Regions from separate parts of the Rattus norvegicus genome. Here region 2 is linked to region 1. Evidence: chromatin contacts called from public Hi-C data. All regions are on one chromosome and are shown on one strand. The core of a region is the stretch at or near the end of the contact, and the rest is flanking DNA. Distances in the headings are between cores, read along the strand shown. Region 1 holds the start of Ahsp (alpha hemoglobin stabilizing protein). Region 2 has its middle 35 kb from the start of Ahsp.

What was found. Hi-C and Micro-C count contacts between places; a contact is called where the count stands out from the background.
Region 2: a contact with region 1 is called in a Hi-C map of the A7r5 cell line, with 4 times the contacts expected there. The contact joins the enhancer-like site here to the promoter of Ahsp in region 1. A contact is called at or near these places in 7 of 12 Hi-C or Micro-C datasets (the A7r5 cell line, the Rat2 cell line, Schwann cells and 4 more).

What each region holds. Positions count from the first base shown.
Region 1 is chr1:192,312,708-192,319,647 of GRCr8, forward strand. Ahsp (alpha hemoglobin stabilizing protein) reads left to right here and starts at 2,263. Exons shown (of 3, transcript NM_001106299.1): 1 at 2,263-2,391; 2 at 2,580-2,654; 3 at 2,883-3,235. The coding sequence starts at 2,580. The coding sequence ends at 3,116.
Region 2 is chr1:192,346,261-192,353,005 of GRCr8, forward strand. No RefSeq gene overlaps it. Among named protein-coding and RNA genes, the nearest start is that of Ahsp, 35 kb to the left of the region's middle. Within about 2 kb of position 4,586, at least 8 of the 93 cell types and tissues checked have an H3K27ac peak or open chromatin away from gene starts, as enhancers often do. A contact at or near this core is called in the A7r5 cell line, where this site is marked.

The DNA of each region.
Region 1 (6,940 bases), core at 1,013-3,512:
TGGCCCCCTGACATCCGTTCCCACCCCTTGAGAGCATGCCCTCCACAATGGTCTCTCTGGCCACTGCTCACTCTCATCCCTGTCACTATGCACTAAACTCTATTCTCTACACTACACCGTGTGTGTCTCACCTGAATTCATTTACTAGAGAACACAAGGGCGGGAGCACGGAAGGGAAACCAGGTCGAGATGCAGTAAGGAGATCATCTTTGCCTTCATTGTGTCTCTGTGTCCTTGGCCACCTTAATCCTTGGTTCAGACCATCTCTGCCCAACTCTGCACGAAGATATCTTAATTATTATTTTTTTTTTTTTTGGAGCCGGGGACCGAACCCAGGGCCACTGAGCTAAATCCCCAACCCTGATATATTAATTATTAAAAAAAAAAACTATTTCGGCTAGAACAAGGTTGATTTGACTTAACCTTGCTTAGCTCTCTTCCCTTCCAAGGCCAAAGACATCAAAACTAAGAGGAACTAAACCAAACAGGGCCACTGGAATGGCCAGGAAAACACCAGTCTTTAGGAGGTTGTTTTTAAAATGTCTTCAGCTGTCAGCTCCTTGTGTGTGTCTCTGCCCTCCTCTCTTTAGAGCCTTTCCTAGCACCTGCCAGTTTTTGTTGGCATTGGCCACTTTGTTTCCTTGGCTTTCTGGCTTTCCAAGCAAGCTCTTTTCTTCACCCCAGTACTGGTCCCCAAGTGGTTGGCCTTTTCAAGTAGTAAGGAGACAGCTTGGTTCACTAACACCCTGAGAAGTACTTCTCTGCCCTTCAGCTCTCCCCAAATTAGGATGTTATCTCAACGGTGTCAGAAGACAGCATAAGCAAGGGAGGTTCTTGAGTTTCTTCTCCTGGGAGAGCTCTGTGGAGTTAGAGTCCACACCAAAGGGTCTCTCTCCCTTTAAGCTTACCCCCTTTTTCTTTGGCCCCATTCTACTTCCCAACAAGTTTAAGGAACTGGCCCTAAGGTAGAAATTTACCAAAAGCACCTTCTTTTTTCTTTAAATTAGAAATGAAACATGGTTGTTCCTTAGCCTGGAATTCTTGACCGCATTCTTGGCACTCTGCCCCTACCCCATTTGATTCCAGTTAACAGCTTCATTCTGTAAACTTCCTGATTCCAGAGGACGGCTGGCTCCATCACAAACTTTGACTAGGAGTCCCCTTCCAACCCAAGCCACACAGAGTCTGTCTAAGGCTGAGATAAACTAGCACTTTTCTGAAAATTTGTATTTCCAGGAAGAATGTAAAATTCCAAGCCAGTTTCTGTGAATGAATTCACCCAGGAAACTTACTTGAAGTGTAGGTTTGTAACTGTGAGATCTTGGTAAAGTTAATTGTTTCTCTGGCATTCAGTTTTCTATCTGATAAATGGAAACAATACTACTATACCAGAGAGAGTTCAGGTGAGAGCTAAACAGATCTTACATGTAGCAGCCTAAGTCAGATTTGGCAAATGATAGATACTATTGTTATGATAATACTATTTTATATATTTATTTATGTGTGTTAGAAAGACACACACACACACAGAGAGAGAGAGAGAGAGAGAGAGAGAGATGCATACATACCATGGTGTACATATGGATGTCAAAGGATAGCATATGTGGGGCCTAGAAATTGAATTCAGGTCATCAATGTTGTCAGCAATTACCACTGAGCCATCCTTCCAGCCTAGCATATAACTATTTTATTTGCGCATTATTTGGAGACAGTGGCAAGTATTCAAAGATTCCTTTGCTCCACTGGAGTGAGGACATAATTTCATTGAAAAAGCTCCATTATGAATGTATCCTCCACCTTCTGAAAGGATGTTTTTATAATGATAAATACTTAATACACTCTTGGAGAAGTGTCTGGCATGCAAGAATACATGGATCGTAAACTTCTTTTATGAGAACAAGGTCTTATTTGGATACAGTCTGGGACTGGCCTTTGACTTGAGTCTCCTTCCTTTGCCTCCTTAATGTGAGCTCGTAACCTGGCTTCTAAACTGTTATTAATATAGCAGCCATGGATTGGAGAAACAACGCCATTACATTTTGTACGGTGCAAAATCGCCTAATGTTGGCTTTTTTTTTTTTTTAGAATTTTGAGACTGGTTATAGGGTTGTCAGAGAAACAGCAAGCACTTTCCTGGTTTGTTTCTTGCATTTTCTATCTTCGTTTATCTATTTTTTCCCCCATGGTTCTCTCTATCTTTCTAACTCCAGGGAAGCCTCACCACCCACCTTCTCCACCCTGGGAGGACATATCTCACTCCCTCAGGACCTCAAGGCAGGGCGTTGCCTTCTTACGCTAACTCCTGACTCTGCCTCCATCTAGCTTAGTGCAGAGGACACACAAACCCTGAAGAGTGTGTGTGAAGCAGGTTCAGCACCGTGGGACTTGAAGGTGAGCCCGAGTTGGTGAAAGTGTAACTTCAGAGCAGGGCAGGACTTGACAGGTTTAGGGAAAGGGGTGCCCTCTTGGATATGAGGGATGTCTAACAGGGACGATGGGGGTCGTATGGCGTGCTGAAAGAGCGGAGGGTATTCAGGAGTGAGGGAAAAGGATAACGCTCACCTTTCTTTCCCTGGCAGATGGCCCCTTTTCAGAGCAATAAGGATCTGATCTCTACAGGAATAAAGGAGTTTAATGTTCTGCTGGATCAGCAGGTAAGCCTGTGCACTTTATTTCAAGGACAGAGATGGAGAGTATGTGTTGGGAGGGCAGAGAAGGCTCATTTGAAACCGTAAGGGCAATGGTGGCATCGATCCAAGAAACGGGGAATGCAAATCCATATCAAAGAGGATGTGAGCATCCATGAGACCATCCTGGCGCTCTGTATCTCTGAGTGCATCCTCTCTTGCCGACTCTCTCCCTTCTCCCCTCCCCTCCCCCAGGTCTTTGATGACCCTCTCATGCCTGAAGAAGACATGAAAACTGTGGTTAATGACTGGGTGAACTTGTACATCAACTATTACAAGAAGCACGTGCTTGGGGAGCAGCAGGAGCAAGACGGAGCTCTGAAAGAGCTTCAGCAAGAGCTGAGTACTTTGGGCAGCCAGTTTCTAGCCAAATACAGGATCATTCTGAAGTCCAAAGAGACCCCTAGCAGTAAACCGCCTTCCTCATAGCCTAAAGGCTCAGGGCACCCATCATGCCTTAGAACCCCAAACTCTTGGCTCTGTGTTTTCTTCAGACCATTCTCCCATGATGTCGTTGTATTTTGACATGCCAATAAAGACTGATACTAATTTGTTGACTCCTGGCTCTTTTCTCCTCCATCCCTGGATATGGGAGCATTTGATCCCTTTTCCTTAATTAAGCACCTTTTAAAATTTATTTTGGAGATTTAGTGCAGTACAAGAAAGGTTGGCAGCTTTGTGGGAAAAAAAAACTGGATAATGCTAGAATAAGATGTATGTTCAGCCAGTCCTTCCTCTAAAGAGGAAGTTCTAGGGTGAGGAAGGTAGAAGGAAAAAGACAGCAAATAGATGTCCTCGAGCTCTTGACTTTTTTGCTCAACAAGAAGCCACTTGCTATATACGACAAGCACATCACAGTGAGTACAAAACTGCCTGCTTTCCGTTGTAATCATGCACACACACACACACACACACACACACACACACACACACACACACACACACAGAGCGAGCGAGCAAGAAAGAGAGAGAGAGAGAGAGAGATGATAGCATGATAGCATTCTCTGAAAGCAATTCCAAATGCTGTCACTGCATCCTGATACCGACTCAGACTAAACTCAACCAGCAAGCCAGCAGAGCACCAAAGGATTCACATTTGCTCTGACTTTTAAAAGGTAAGAGGTAAGAGGGCAGCTTCTAGGCCAAGCAGGGCGCCTCCTTCCCAAGTCCTTGTCATTGTTCTCTGAGCGTGCTAGGAATGCATCGCCAGCCTTCAGAATGTGAAGCCCACTCCTTCTCTGCTTCCTCTGCTGAAATCTGGAAGCTGTGAACTGTCAAACGCTCTGCAGTTTCCTCTGTGGCTCTGACAGAACTTCCCTCTCTGGAATGGTCAGGACAGGATGAGCAAGGGCTGACTGGGGTGCTAGGGAGGTTGATAAAAACCTGTCAAAGAAACTTGAAGTGGAGGCTCCCACCTGTTCAAAGGAGGAAGGAAAGGGGAATGGGAGAATTGTGAAATGGGGTGACCGGGAGGAGGGAAGCAGTGAGCAGGATGTAAAGTGAATAAGTAAAAAAAATTTTTTTAATTTAAAAACAAAACAAGGTTGGGGATTTAGCTCAGGGGTAGAGCGCTTGCCTAGCAAGCACAAGGCCCTGGGTTCGGTCCCCAGCTCCAAAAAAAAAAAAAAAAAAAAAAGAAAAAAAAATCAATCAATACAACTTTCGGGGTTGGGGATTTGGCTCAGTGGTAGAGCGCTTGCCTAGGAAGCACAAGGCCCTGGGTTTGGTCCCCTGCCCCAGGGGGGGGGGGAAAAAGAAAGTGGTTCTTCAGATCTTGGGGGATTTCTTCTCCCTGGCCCTGCTGCACTAGGCTTCTCAGAGCACATACTCCCGCCCCCACCCCCACAGAGTAGAGCTTGCTTTGATTTGGCTGTAATTTGTGGTCAGTGGGATTAACAGTATTAGTTATACATATCGATGAGATTCACCTTTCCTGGCCTGCATTCAGTTTCTAACAGGAAAAAGAGAAGCAAGGAACAGAATAGAATTTCCTAGCATAATGGACGTCAGGGAACACATAGTTGTAGAAATAACAGAGTGCAGTGCTTCAGATGCCAATAAACAATAACGAATATCACGTTTTAAGTGTTTCTCCTTTGTCTCATGGCTTCGCATCCTTGTGACCAGTCCTCCAATGCTCCTGCTGACTCTGAGAGCAGCTTAGTCATTAATAATAACAATAATAATAATAATAGCCCAAATCAGCCAGTTCCTTTTCTTAGCTATAAGAACAATTCCATGCGTTTTACAATTCTGAGCACGGGAAAAGTAAACACCCATCGGACAGTGTGTCAGGCTGTATGTATTCTATTACCCTTTTATTAAATAATACATTCCAGTTTTTCTATTAAAAAGTACAGATGGGGGGTTGGGGATTTAGCTCAGTGGTAGAGTGCTTGCCTAGGAAGCGCAAGGCCCTGAGTTCGGTCCCCAGCTCCGAAAAAAAGAACAAAAAAAAAAAAAAAAAGTACAGATGGATCCACTTGGAATTTTGTATCACAATCAAAGGCAGATAAATAAACTCAAATGTGAGACAACCTATGTATGTCCACCTTGTCTTCTGTACTTACCAACAGTGGGGAGTTGGATATTATTTTATTTTCTTAGCCAGCACATTTTCCAGAGTGTAAACAACAGAGACCTGAAGGGTTTTCTATCAGCCAGTTTTCCAACAGTAAAGACATTAACTTTCCTTCCCAACCACCCCTAGGCATTGCAAAGGAAAGAGAGGCAGAGAAGCCTGCTGGAACAAACACAGCCAGGCATCAAGAAGAATTAAAAAATAAAAAGGAATAATGCATAAAGTAACTACCCTAACTCAACAAAATAAAAAAGATACAAATACTTAAAGGCTTTGAAAAGGGTTTTGAAACACTGCAAGGACTCTAAAAAAAATAATAGCAAACCAGGGAAAAGAAATACACCAAAAAAAAAAAAAAAAAAAAGGAAAGAAAAAAATAAAGAAAAAAAAGTGTGATGTTTAGGAACTCAAGTCTCTAAAAAAATGAAAAGTAATAAAAACTCTTATTTGTACATTGCCCTTCCCTTGGTTTCAGTACCACCCCAAGGTCATTTTCTGTCTACAAAGTTACTAAACACAGTCCTGCAGGGAACCGCTCAGTAGGGTCCTCTGTGTGTCTCCACCAGATGCTGTGGGATAATTGATAACTGATGCTTCCAGTTCCCTTTCTCTAATAAAACAGATTTAATTATATTGTTACAGAAATAACACGCCACCTCAAGGAGAAATGCCTCCACACAGTTAGAAACGAAGGAAAACTCTTTACGGAAGCACCTGGTGCATTGGGGCCAATGCCCAGATAAGAGTCAACTTCCAAAAGAGGATTTCATTAGCTCATATATGTCTTAGGCTTATGCGTTCCACATATGCTGTCACCCTTAAATCTCTTTTGAGTCTGGCCCCAGGTTACACTCTCAACAATTTAAACAGAGACAGGAGACTGCAAGTCTGGCCACTTAGACAAATGGAAGATTTACACAGCAAAGGTATTCTGTGTTGCCAGAATTATTTTAGGTACTAGTGTTATTTTCCGATGGTTGCTACCCAGGTTCATCTTCCCCACTTGGCAGAGCTATGCTCTTCTAGATAAGAACACAGGGGACTTAACCGCAAATGAAGACTATTGATGCTTGTGGCCTCCCTGCTACCCCAATGAACTGCCCATCAGGGGGTGTGAGTCTTTGGTATGGGAATAGAACCTAATAGTGGACAATCCAGGTGAATAAACTTTTACATCCCAGGACCCTAAATTTCCCTTATCTCTAACAGGCCTGGTTACTTACCCTTGGGGTGTTCTGGAGGCAGAGCCCCTTCAGCTAAATTCCACTTGTGTGACTTAAGCAAATCAAATAAAGGTGTCCTTTATAACATCAGTTTTTATTGTTTTGAGTTTCTTCAGCATCAAGCTTAGGTTCTAAAAGTTGGTAAGGTGGGAAATCCAAGGGAATGATACTGATTGCTACATTGTTCTCCTGAAGGCAGGTTAAGCACACAGTTTGAGTACACAGTAGCCGGGCAGGCTTAGGGGACTTCCCGGTGTATTATTAACTCTGGCTGTGAGGTCTTACAAAAGCTTTTGTCTGTTGAAATGTAAGCACTGTTTCCAGAGTAAGACATTATCACAGCTACGGAACAACAGAAGCATCCACACTGATTTTCAAACTCAACCATTGCCCCTTCCTGAAGAAATTCCATGCCCACCTGTCCTTTGATTTTACCACGTGATTTAATT
Region 2 (6,745 bases), core at 3,336-5,835, 36 kb after region 1:
GTCATGGAGCTACGGGAAGGATTTGGCGATGGATCTGCCATCTGACCAAGTCTAGAAGAAGAGGAAGTGTCACTTTGCCGGTGTGTAAAAGACACGGTGAGGAGTGTTGTGTAGCTCATAGACATTACCAAACCCCACAACCTCTTCAAACTGTACTGCGGTATGGTCAAGGTAGACAACTGGAAGGACAGGCAGCACTGGTCAGGGGTATGGAGAGAAGGCTACCAGTAATACTCAGTTATGCCATAGTCAGCTCTCTATGCAGTGTATGATTATGCCCTGGTTAAGATATCAGGGTCTCGAGAGACCTCAACAGGGACATGCTTAGAGAACAAGACAAAGATGACTCCTACTTCTACCCCTCTCTGCCCCTACGCTGACCCTCCATATCTATCCAACCCCGGCTTTGTGCATTTGGGTCAACCAGGGACACCACTGTTCTCCTGCTGCCGCCTTGTGGTCACAAGGGGAAAGGCCGTGGCCAAGCCTCGTACTCTGGCCTGTGGCTGCAAAGAGTCAAATGGTCGAGCCCTCATCTCTGCCACAGGAAGAACCACCAGAAGCCTCAAGCTTTGTTCTGTGTTCTCTTGAGGACTGCGGTGTGGACCTCCTCACCCACAGCATCTCAGTCTGGCCACCTTGCCCTGACTCCTCTAACGGCTTAGATTCAGGCTACTGCAGGACCTGACCTGAGAGCTTTGCAGGCAACAGCAAGGAAACTGGTTTCCCTCCATCTTGGCAGCCTTGCCCTTGAGGTCCAGAAGGTCACCTATCTAACTGCCCCATGTCCTGGATCTAATCCTGAGGCCCAGACCTGTACCATCCTTACACGCCTCCCTACCCCAACCCCCACCCTGGGCACAATCTCTGGGCAGTCCCCCACCTTCCCTCCAGTCCTCCAGGCACCTGAGCCTCCCAGTCGTTCCAGCTCACCTGAGTGCTTCACCTCCAGAGAAGCTACTCTGCCTTCTCCCACCCCACCCACACCTCCAGTCAGGCTGACGTGCACCTGGTGCTTGAGAACTGGTAACACTGTAGGCGGGTGTTTTGTTCTATCTGTATATAGTATCTTAGGAGTAGACAAATGTTGAGTTAATCGTCAAACTTTTTTCTTCTTTTTTCTATTTTTCGGAGCTGGGGACCGAACCCAGGGCCTTGCACTTGCTAGGCAAGAGCTCTACCACTGAGCTAAATCCCCAACCCCAATAGTCAAACTTTTAAATGAAGAGATTTCACATTAAAACCCCGATTTTCTGGTGCTCCTTGTGGAAAGTGGAAGTCTTGACTAGCTGTCATTCCCACCTGGCAGGAGCTGATGAACAAGCAGCCCAGCCTCAATTTTCAACCCGCCTCTCACCTCTCACCCTTGTCATCCTCGGTAATGCTAGCAATCTTCCAGCACTGCGGGCTCCAGGGCTGCATCAGCAGGCTTAGCAAAGGCAAGGCCATGGATCTTTTGTTTCTTGGGATGAGACAACATAGCCCCATTCTTTACATCTAGAGAATATTAGCCCGGGGCTGAAGAGACAGCTCAGCAGGTAAAGTGTTTCTCACACAAGCCTGGTGACCTGCATTCGGTTCCTGGAGCCTATGTGTGAGGCAGAGGGACAAATTCAGTTCCATAAAGCTGCCCTCTAACCTCCCCCCACGAGCTGTGGCACGTACACTCACACATAACAACAAGCAAACGTTTTAAAACAAAATAAAAACACCAAAGAGAACCCCAGATGTGGGTACCAACCTGAGCCACTGATTGGGCACCCCAGGGTGACTGAAGGTGTGGCTTAGTTTTTACAAGGATGAGCCTACCCTGCTGCCACCTATATGGGGAGGAAGCCCCTCCTGACCGAGTTCTAGGAGGTGACACCGCAGAGGCTAAAGGGACACTTGGAGGAACCATAGCACAGATGTCCCTTTGTCCTTCTGGCCTCTGGGCAGATGGAGAGGCCCAAGAGTATGGCCTCATGGGACTCTCTTATCACAGCTGCTCACCAAAGACTCAAAGCAGAAGCTCGGCTGCTGGGAGGAAGGGGCTGCTGGGGTCGAGTCACATCATCTTTGGGAACTTAAACTTTAAGTGCCTGGAGGCTGGGACTTCTTGTACCCTCCCTTCATTCCAAATGTGAGAAGCTACAAAGAAAACCATAGCCCTTTGCTCCCCGAATCCTTGCTGACTACCCGGCGTGTGCCCCATGCAGTGCCTAAGTCAGCCATGCCTGCTGGCTTCCTGAGGTACCGAAGACTGCCCACTCCCCCTTCCTATACTGGCCACTCTGTGGCAGTGCCGCAGATCTCAATGTCAGGAAAGACAGGTGGGGCCTGAGTTCTAGAGATACACATTGGTTGTCCAAACTTGGCTATTCTCTCAGGTGTGCAGGACCTGGACAAATCCCCACTAACCTTCTGTTTCCTCATCTGCCAATGAAGCCCAGGACACATCCCCTCCTTGAACCTGCCACAGACACTTTAGAGTGAAATGAGACCTGAATGGAAACTATCATGAACACTGAGGACTACCACACGTGGTTCCACTTAACTTGAGTATCTACTGTCTAGGTTAATAAAGATTCAGCTTGAAGATGCCCTCTGGGTCTGTATCGCCCAGGCTCACAGTCAGAGGCCCAAAAGAGCACCACCCAGCAAGACCTGCTGGTGCCTGTGTGTCTTCAAAGTCCCAGCAGATTGAGAACCATTGGCCACGGCTGGGGATGGAACCATACAATGACCGTGGAAGCTACAGGAGCATGGGGGTGGGGACTGCCTTGTTGCAGCTCTTGAAGGTTGGCAGATACGGTACCAACGGCTTCCTAAACCTCTGCTCAGCCACTGAAGGATGAGAGCCTGCAGCAGACCCAGGATGGTGGTGGTGGTGGGTATTGACACCATAGCAATTGGCAAATAATATGAATCAGAGAGCTCCAAAACTCCCTCTTCAGGTCCTTAACCATTTCTTAGCATAGCTCCAAGGATGTGAGGAACAGCCCCTGCATCTTGGGCATCCTCTTGTATGGATCCTTGATCATCAGGGTAAGAGGCAGCAGAGGATTTGGGGAGCCAGGACTCCCTGGTGGTTCTGAACAGTGTCCATGTCCACCAGAGAAGCCGCATCATGGAGCCGACCAGAGAATGCTTTCTGACAAGAGGGAGGTTGAGTCAGGAAGTTCTGCATGGCCGGGCTGCTTAGTTGGTTGACTGCGTCTCTAGCATGCATGGTTCGGCCCCCAGCACCACGGGAACTGGGTGTTCTGGTACACGACTAAAATCTCTGCACTTAGGATGTGGAAGCAAAGTGTCAGAAATTCAAAATCATCCTCAATTTGCCTGAAAGGCAAGCCTGGACGACACAAGACCTTCTCTCCAAAGAGGGCGGGGCAGACGAGGAGACAGCTCGTCCAGTAGCCCAGTGCTTGCGTTGCTAGCATGAGGACCTAAGTTCAAAACCCCATACCCACAGAAAACTGGGTGTGTTGATGTGAACTTGTAATCCCTGCACCGAGAAGGCAGACACAGGGGGATCCCTGGGCTCCCTGGCCAGCCAGTCACACCTAAATGAGAGCTCCAAACCAATGAGAGACCCTGCCTCAGTGAAGGTGGATAGTATTCCTAAGGATGACACCCAAACTTGTCCCTTAGCTCCTACACAAACACAAACACACACACACACACACACACACACACACACACACACACACACTCAGTCAGAGAGAGACAAAGAGACAGACACACAGGGACACAGAGAGAGACAAGGAGACAGACACACAGAGACACAGAAAGATAGACACAGAGAGAGAGAGAGAGAGAGAGAGACAGAGAAATACACAGAGAGAGAGACACAGAGACACAGATAAGCACACACCAAAACATACAGAGAGAAACACACACGCTCACTCAGGGACAGACAGAGAGACAGACACACTGAGACAGAAAGATAGTCAGACACACAGAGACAGAGAAATACACACACACACACACACACACACATACACAGAGAGAGAGAGAGACAGAGAGAGAGAGAGAGACAGAGAGAGAGAGAGAGACAGACAAGCACACAAAGGAACATACAAAGTGAGAGAAACACACACAGAGCCAGAGAGAGACGGGAGGGGGAGAGAGACAGAGACAGAGACAGAGATACAGAAAGATAGACAGAACAGACAGACACAGAGAGAGAGGGAGGGAGGGAGGGAGGAAGGGAGGGGAGAGAGAGAGAGAGAGAGAGAGAGAGAGAGAGAGAGAGAGAACTAATCTGATACCCAGGCCCCAAACTTGGGCCCCAGGATTTTTCAAACTTCACATAACTCTAAGATGTCGCTAGGATTGAGAGCCACTGCTATACAGCAAAGGCCACCATCTGGGAGTTTGTTATTTGGTTGTTTTTAAGTTTGTTGGGAGCTATGGAATGGCCACTGCTCTATCTAGAGTAACAGCAAGGGCAAACAGTGGTTTCTTGGTCAGTGCCCCATGTTGTAGATGAGTTGAGCATCCAGTCTGAGATTTTCAAAGGACCAGACCCATACCAGAACCATAGCCCTTTGGGCTATCTGTTGCTATGGTGATGGGATGAGATCATGCATGACACAGGATGTATTTCTCAGTCTCTCCACAGGCTCCAGGCTCTGTGCCAGGCCCCAGGGGACACATGGTGAATAGGACACTGGGTTATTTCTATCATCGAAGTCTCAGCTGAAAAATCCAAGTGTCAGCAAACACCCCTTAAATAGAAGTGGGATTAGGAGTCACAGAGAAAGAACAGGAGACTGGAGGAGAAGGTGAAGGAGCAGAGACATCCCCAGGGTACTGGCTGGGCAGGGCTGGAAAAAGAACTTCTAGGTCGCCGGGTGGTGTATGGAAGGAAACATCTCTGGTCACTGATGCACCTAGCTATCCAGGACTGGCCTGGCTTTAGCACTAAAAGTCTTATGCCTGGAACAAAAAGGCACAGTTGATCACCCTTGTGATGACAATGATGCCCCAGCAGGTTTAAGAGCCCCTCAGATTGCTAAAACCTGTGGTTTCTAAGAGAATTCTGTTGTATTTGGATATTTCTATTATTCATTATTTTTCAGAGCTATATACTGGTGATAAGGACTTGTCATGAGTCCCACGTGTCCCAAACCATGGGGCCACAGAGAAATGAGAGTCAGGGTCCATCCTCTAAGCTACAGAGATGAGGGAGCCTTATCCACCCTCGCTGGGTGCTAACATGGCCACCAGATTGTGACACCTTCATGAGGCCCCACAGATTTGCTGGGACATGTGATTTGATGGAAGTCACCTCTTTACATAGCTCTTTGGGTCCCCCTGAATCTCTCTGGAATGCAGCTGCTGGTTCCTGGGTGGTGTTTGCTAGTGGACTGGACTGAGAACAATGAATGTTGGACTCGCCCCCAAAGAACCACTTCTAAACAGATCCACTTCCCCGTGTCCTAATAACTTTTCCACCACCTCTGGTGGGTGCTGGGCTAGAGAAGAGGTTGAACCCTTATTAAAGTAGATTGAGAAAAATGTTTGCAACATTTGTTTGTCATGCAAACAGGAGGATCTAAGTTTAATTCCTAGAACCTCTGTGGAAAAGCTGGGCAGATGAAGTCGTCCATTTATAACCCTCATGATAAGGAGGCAGAGACAGATGGGTTCTCTGAGCAAGGTTTACCTTAGAGTTCATTGGCCAGCCAGACTAGCCTATTTGGTTAGCTACAGGCCAGTGAGTGAGAAATCCTGTCTCACAAAACAAGGTAAATAGCACTGACGACTGGCATCCAAAGTTGACCTCTGACCCCCAAAAGCACGTACATTGTGGATATACCCTTGTCCACACCAGCACACACCTGATTACACGATAAAGTGTCTATCAGTCTTTGGTACATGGGAAGCATTTCAGGCGAGCTCCTGACAAGCACTCGTTAAAGTCAGAGTGAGTTAAATCAATAAGCATTTGCTGTCTCACCACTCTGGAGACTGCAGCTTTGGGGGAAAGGCAGTGGAGGTCATGGAGAGAGCAGCAGTTCTGCAGCTTCAGGTGTTAGAAGGTTCTGAAGTACGGAGGAGGAGGCCTGGGTTGGTGGTCTTCATAAGCCAGGAAGCTGTCTCCTTCCCTGGGAAGACTGTGCCTGGCCAGGTGGAGGCCTTGGAAAGGGACATCTAGACTGAGGCAGAGGGGTCCCCTTCTTCTGGGAATTCTCACCATGGGGCTGGAGGAGGGGCCAGATCTTCCACCCCAGACCACGCTCTTGGAATTCAGGCTCAAGAAGGCTCAGGGAACGCTTCATTCAAGCGTTTTTGTTTTTTGTTTTCTTCTCTTGTGAGCTTATGAGGAAGTGCAAGCCCCAAACAGCCCTTTCCTCTGACCCTCCTAGGCTTGACAGTGAAGGCTCTATGAGTTGGAGCGAGGAAAGGGGGATCAACAAGAGAAAAGCATGCACCAGAGGATGATGGGTACCTCGCCCTGCACGCAGGAGCAAATCAGATGAATATCTCAGAGTTTGGCCAAATTCCATCCAAGCATCCTCACCAGAGAATTGACAAAACAGAGGGAGGCACTTCGAGCTGTGAGAAAACAAGACAAACGGGCAAATGAATGCAGGACAGGGCTGCTGGGCAAACGAATGCAGGTCGGGGCTGCTGGGCATTGCCCATCCATGCAACTCCTCAGATGCCATCCTGCAGGTTCTAAAGATGTCCCTCATAAACTGGAGAAGAGACATTTTTACAAACCCCATCCTGCAGCAAAATAGAGGTTGCACTT